2 separate regions of the Hordeum vulgare genome follow, and region 2 is linked to region 1. A link is a contact called in public Hi-C data. All regions are on one chromosome and are shown on one strand. The core of a region is the stretch at or near the end of the contact, and the rest is flanking DNA. Distances in the headings are between cores, read along the strand shown.

The links. A called contact is a pair of places that touch in the nucleus more often than the background predicts.
Region 2: a contact with region 1 is called in a Hi-C map of seedling, with 2.7 times the contacts expected there. The contact joins the promoter of LOC123426328 here to the promoter of LOC123430112 in region 1. A contact is called at or near these places in 2 of 6 Hi-C or Micro-C datasets (leaf and seedling).

Annotation. Positions count from the first base shown.
Region 1 is chr2H:374,515,884-374,518,583 of MorexV3_pseudomolecules_assembly, reverse strand. LOC123430112 reads left to right here and starts at 1,257. Exons shown (of 1, transcript XM_045114019.1): 1 at 1,257-2,366. The coding sequence starts at 1,529. The coding sequence ends at 2,122.
Region 2 is chr2H:375,121,421-375,124,120 of MorexV3_pseudomolecules_assembly, reverse strand. LOC123426328 reads right to left here and starts at 1,274. Exons shown (of 3, transcript XR_006622160.1): 1 at 1,091-1,274; 2 at 244-450. It also overlaps the pseudogene LOC123427400.

The sequences.
Region 1 (2,700 bases), core at 8-2,507:
CACAACTCATGAATAAGATTGCGTATGGTGAACTAACACCGACGAAGTTTGTAGCAAACGTCCATACATACAACTATGACAACTATCTTGCGGATGACATCTATCCAAAGTGGCAAGTATTTATGGAGCCGTTGAAAAAAACGAAAGGTAAGAAAAATCTAGATTTCCACAATGCTCAAGCGATGGCTCGAAAAGAAGTGGAGAGAGCTTTTGAGATTTTGCAAGCCCAATTTACTATTGTAAGAGGACCGAGGACCGACTAGATTTTGGGATTAAAAGATCCTTTGATACATCATGCACGTTTGTGTGATTATGCATAACATGATCATCGAGAATTAGCGTGGCCAAAATTTAGACTACTCTCAGTATGAGCTCTTGGGACATCCCGTGCGAGTACGGCGGAGCGCCGCGAGGGTGGCCCATTTTTTGCCTCCTATCATGTCATTCGACGTGTCCAAAAACATAATGATCTTCAGAAGGATCTAATCGAGAAGTGGTGGACATTAAATGGCCAACAAAACGAATGATGATTTGTATGTTTGATGTTGTAGTGTCGAGCTATTTATTGTATTAAAAAATAAACTATTTATCCAAAATTTAACTATTTATTGTTGATTATTTTTTTATGTATTTGATTTTAATTGGTTTTGTTTGAAATGTTATATGTTGTTTGTGTTGGCGCACGCCGCGTTTTGTGCAGCGGCTCGCGCGTGCATTTTTTTGCATTGGTCGCTGGAGGCAGCACTCTTCGATGTGCTAAAAGTCATTATTTTGATGTTATAAAATATTTTTAACGCATACGGTGTTTGTGCGGCTGTTGAAAATTCTTAACGGGTGTTTGAAGCGTCAAAGATCACTCATTTTTCTTCCTCTCGAAAAACAAAAGGAGGCCAGTTTTGCTCAAAAGTAATAATGGCCCTGTTTGGATCCTAGGGTTAGAGTTAGAGTGGGTTAGATTTAAGCCATCTAACTCTTAAAGATCCAAACATGTGAGTTAGAGTTGGTTAGATGCATCTAACACGCCCAAAAACTCTAACACATCTAAGAGGTGCTTTTTTGGGTTAGAGTAGGTGGGGTTCAGGAAAAAAGAGAGATCCAAAGTAGCCAAATGATTGAGAAAGAACATTTATTATCAATCTAACCCTCTCATTCAAACACCTTTAGAGTTAAAGTTAGATTCTAACCCTTGAACTAACCTGAACTAACTATAACCTCTAACTCTAAGCAGGTTAGAGTATCCAAACAAGGCATATGCATGAAAGGCCAGTGGCCACACATTTGTTGTTTTGAGGAAAGCGAGTGGCCACACATTTGTTCTTTCGAGGGAAGCCAGTGGCCACATAAATGAAGACGAACATGTCGATTTCCACATGGAGAAGACAACTCTCGACCACACATAGGAAACGGTCACACGCGCACGCAACATGCATATAGGCTTATTAATTTGGCTCCATCCTTCTTGCATGCATGCAAGTTTGGTTGTCCAACTTGTTGCGTTCCGTGACGAGAGTCTGTCGGTAAATCGACAATGGCGATCGCGACGCCTCGCAGCTCCCTCATCATCATGTTCGTCCTCCTCGTCTCGTCCGCTTCCTTGGTCGTCGATGGTGGCAGCATCGTCAAGGAGACCTGCGCCAAGACGCCGCAGCCGAGCTACTGCGAGCAGCTCCTCAAGTCCAGCTCCGCGTCGGACGCGCGCGCGCTGGCCCAGGCCGGCGTCGCCGCCGCCTCTAAGGCGGCCACCGAGGCTGCTACCGCCGCCAAAGCGGAGCGGGACAAACTCCCCAACAACAAGACGCAGTGGCGGTGCATGGACAGCTGCGCGTCGGGGTTCGATGAGGCGACGAATAAGTTTAAGCCAGCCGCTGGCGGGAACGCCACGGGAGTCGACGCGGGTCTCACGGACGTGCTCGACTTCATCGTGGTGGATGAAGACGTGGAGAAGTCCAAGGACTGGGAGTGGAAGTGGAGCTGCAACGAGTGCAAGGCGGATCCCACGGCGCCGGCAGGACTCGTCGCCAAGAACAAGGAGTTCGACAAGATCATGGAGGTCCTGCCTGCCATCATCAAGCAGGCAGTCGAGGGCAAGGACAATTCCACTAAATCGGCCACCAAATCCTAGAAAGTGAACGACTTCGTTATGACTTTCAACCTTCGCCCTTGATGCGTTGCTATTGCGCCATCCCGTCTGGTCCACACCAACAGCGAGCAGGGTGTCGTCATACACTACTTTGTTAGAGAAGCTTATCACTCGAAGGCAGGAGACACCGCCTTTAGCTTTAGGACCATAATTTGGTCTTGTCATTTCTCTTTTGCAAACTGACCGGTTTCATCTTAATTTTGTTCCTTATGGTACATTTTGGATACGAGATGTGCTTTAGTACACCCTCTTTTGGAGAAGAGGTTAAAGCTTAATCCTTCAACTACCACTAAAACTTTACCCACTCTCAAGTGTATGCCAAATGCATTTTATCAGATACTTCCTTCGTAAATTAGTATAAAACGTTTAGATCACTAAAATAGTGATCTAAACATTTTATATTAATTTACGAAGGAAATACTAAGCAAACATGACCTTTGTCGAGTGCGTTTTTTTTTCAATCGCAAACTACACTTTGTCGGGTGTAATTTTTTTTCACTTGGCGAAGAACTGTTTGGCTAGCGCCTTCTTTCTTTGCACTCGACAAACACTTCTCTTTG
Region 2 (2,700 bases), core at 25-2,524, 610 kb before region 1:
TGTATTATGGGACATATGTACATATGTACTCTTTAACAATAAGTTGTGGATGAGGATGGCCCTAAATGTGCGTTGAATTTATCAACATTGGTTTATATTGGTTTTTACTATCAACATTGCATAGTGAATTTATATATTTGACAAGAGTGATTATAGATCCACCTATTCTGGCGCTAGATCTATTGCTGACATGAATTGTGTAAAATAATATGTTAATTCGGTACTTATGACGTTTCAACTCACCTGTCTAGCTGAAGTGTTGTACTGCTCATCTCGCCTCTCTAACTGAAGTGATGCACTGATGCTCTATGTTCGCGTGTGGTAGCAGCTGGTATACTTGATGTAGAAAAATATAACAATGTAATTTTGACCTAGATCTCGACTCTCCAATGTCAGGACAATTACGCCAGCAGCCTGCTGCTTTTACTCGTGCGTAGCATCATACTCCCTCTGTCCCAAAATAAGTGACGCAAATTTAGTACTAAGTTGGTACAAATTTTATACTAAAGCAGCAACACTTATTTTGGGACGGAGGGAGTACATAATTTCATTTTTCTAATAATTGATGGATCTGCAAACTAAATATAAGAACAGAAAAGCATCGTGCAATTTTCCAACCAGATAATGTTCATCTCCAAAAAAAATCCATTTGAAAAATCCAAAAAATATTCTTCAAATTTACAAAAGAATAACATCTTTCAAAACAAATAAAAATCATGTTCATCTAGCATGTATTGTATGCACCCAAACTCTTTGATCAGATGAAAGTGTCGAGCTAAAGTAGGTCCAAACAAACGATTAGAATGTTTTATGCACATCTAAATTATATGGCCCAAAAAGCCGTAGTTCAGTGTAATCTTATTTTGTAAGTTTGCCAAAACTAAATATAAGAAAAGGCGTGTAAAGGCACATAGTGCAAAAAAATTCGGGCATTTGTACTAGTCATCAATAAAAACATCATTGCCAGCAGCAGCATACCAAATCAGTTCTACACAAATAGTTCTATCTAGTCCAGGAAATCAGTCTGCTACTGTGCTGATTTGGCATCAATTTACTAGGAAGCAGGAAATCAGTTGTACACAAATCTCACCTTGCTGATTTGTTCAACAGGAGGTTGGGGAAGCCGGTGAGACTGATGCAGTTGAGGGCTTGAGCCTTGAGGCCGTCCTGCGTTGAGGGAGGCGCAGCAGGCCAGCCGCACTGAGGACCTGGAGTGACGACGGCGGCTGTGGGCGCCTGGGCGGCCGGCGAGCGGAGCCCGGCGAGAGGAGGGGAGGGGCGAGCGGCGCCCGGCGAGAGGAGGGAAGGGGCGAGCGGAGGCCGGCGAGAGGAGGGGAGGGGCGAGCGGAGGCCGGCGAGCGGAGGGGAGGGGCGAGCGGAGGCCGGCGAGAGGAGGGAAGGGGCGAGCGGAGGGGAGGAGCGAGCGGAGGGCGTCGAGAGGAGGGGAGGGGCGAGCGGAGGCCGGCGAGAGGAGTGGAGGGGCGAGCGGAGGCCGGCGAGCGGAGGGGAGGAGCGAGCGAAGGCCGGCGAGAGGAGGGGAGGGAGACAGGAGGCGGCGAGCCGTGCAAGGGAAGGGAGACAGGAAGCGGCGAGAGGAGGAACCTGTCTGCCCACACGCGGGCAAACCCTATTTGACGCTGCAGGCTTTTGCTAACGGCACACCTCCGTCGTGCTTGGGTCGGCCCAGTTAGCCCATGTTTTTTTTTTTTGAACTCCAAAAATATCATGCGACGCTATGATTCAAACACGCGACCACTAGGCCATCGCGGTCGATGTGTACACCATATTCCTTTTTCCTTTTTATTACTGTATATATGCATCCAGTTTTATCAGCCTGGTTTTCGGAAGGTTTTATAGTTTCCCAAACTGGCGTTTTCTAAATTTTTATTCTGTTTCAGCGGGGTTTAATTCTGTTTTTTTCTTAAATTTGTGGAACTTGTTTTCAAATTCGTGAAAGTTTTTTTCAATTTAATGAAACTTTTTCAAATTTAATGAACTGCTTCAAAATTTGATGAATTGTTTTCAAAATCAGTGGATTTTTAAAAAAATCAATGAACTTTTCTCAAATTTTGATGAACTTTTTTTTAAACCTATGAACTTTTTTTTAGAATCGATGAACTCTTTCCAAATTCAATGAACTTTTTTAAAAAATTCTATGAACTTTTTTCGAAATCGATGAACTCTTTTCAAATTCAATGAACTTTTTTATAAATTTGATGAACTTTTTTCGAAATTGATGAATTCGTTTCAAATTCGATCAATTTTTAAAAAACAATTGATGAACTTTTTCCAAATTTGATGAACTTTTTAAAAATTTCGATGAACTTTTTTCATATTCGATGAACTTTTTTTGAAAACCAATTAAATTTTTTTCAAATTTAATGAACATTTTTCAAAATCGCTGAACTTTTTATACAAATTAATGAACCTTTATCAAATGGTGATAAAAAAATCAAATTTGATTAGTATTATTTTTAAAATATCTCAACATTTTTCCCATTTGAAGAACTTTTTTTTGCAAAATCGTTGTACTTTATGTTTCAAAATTAATGAACATTTTCACGGCCTCCAGGGGCACTAGATATGTTTGTTGCCCGGCCCAAGGCGGGGCATTGCAGGCGCCAGGAGGGCAAACGGGCGCCTGCAACGCCGTATAGGAGGTCCCCCACATGCGACCCACAAGGAGTGCGAGAACCAACC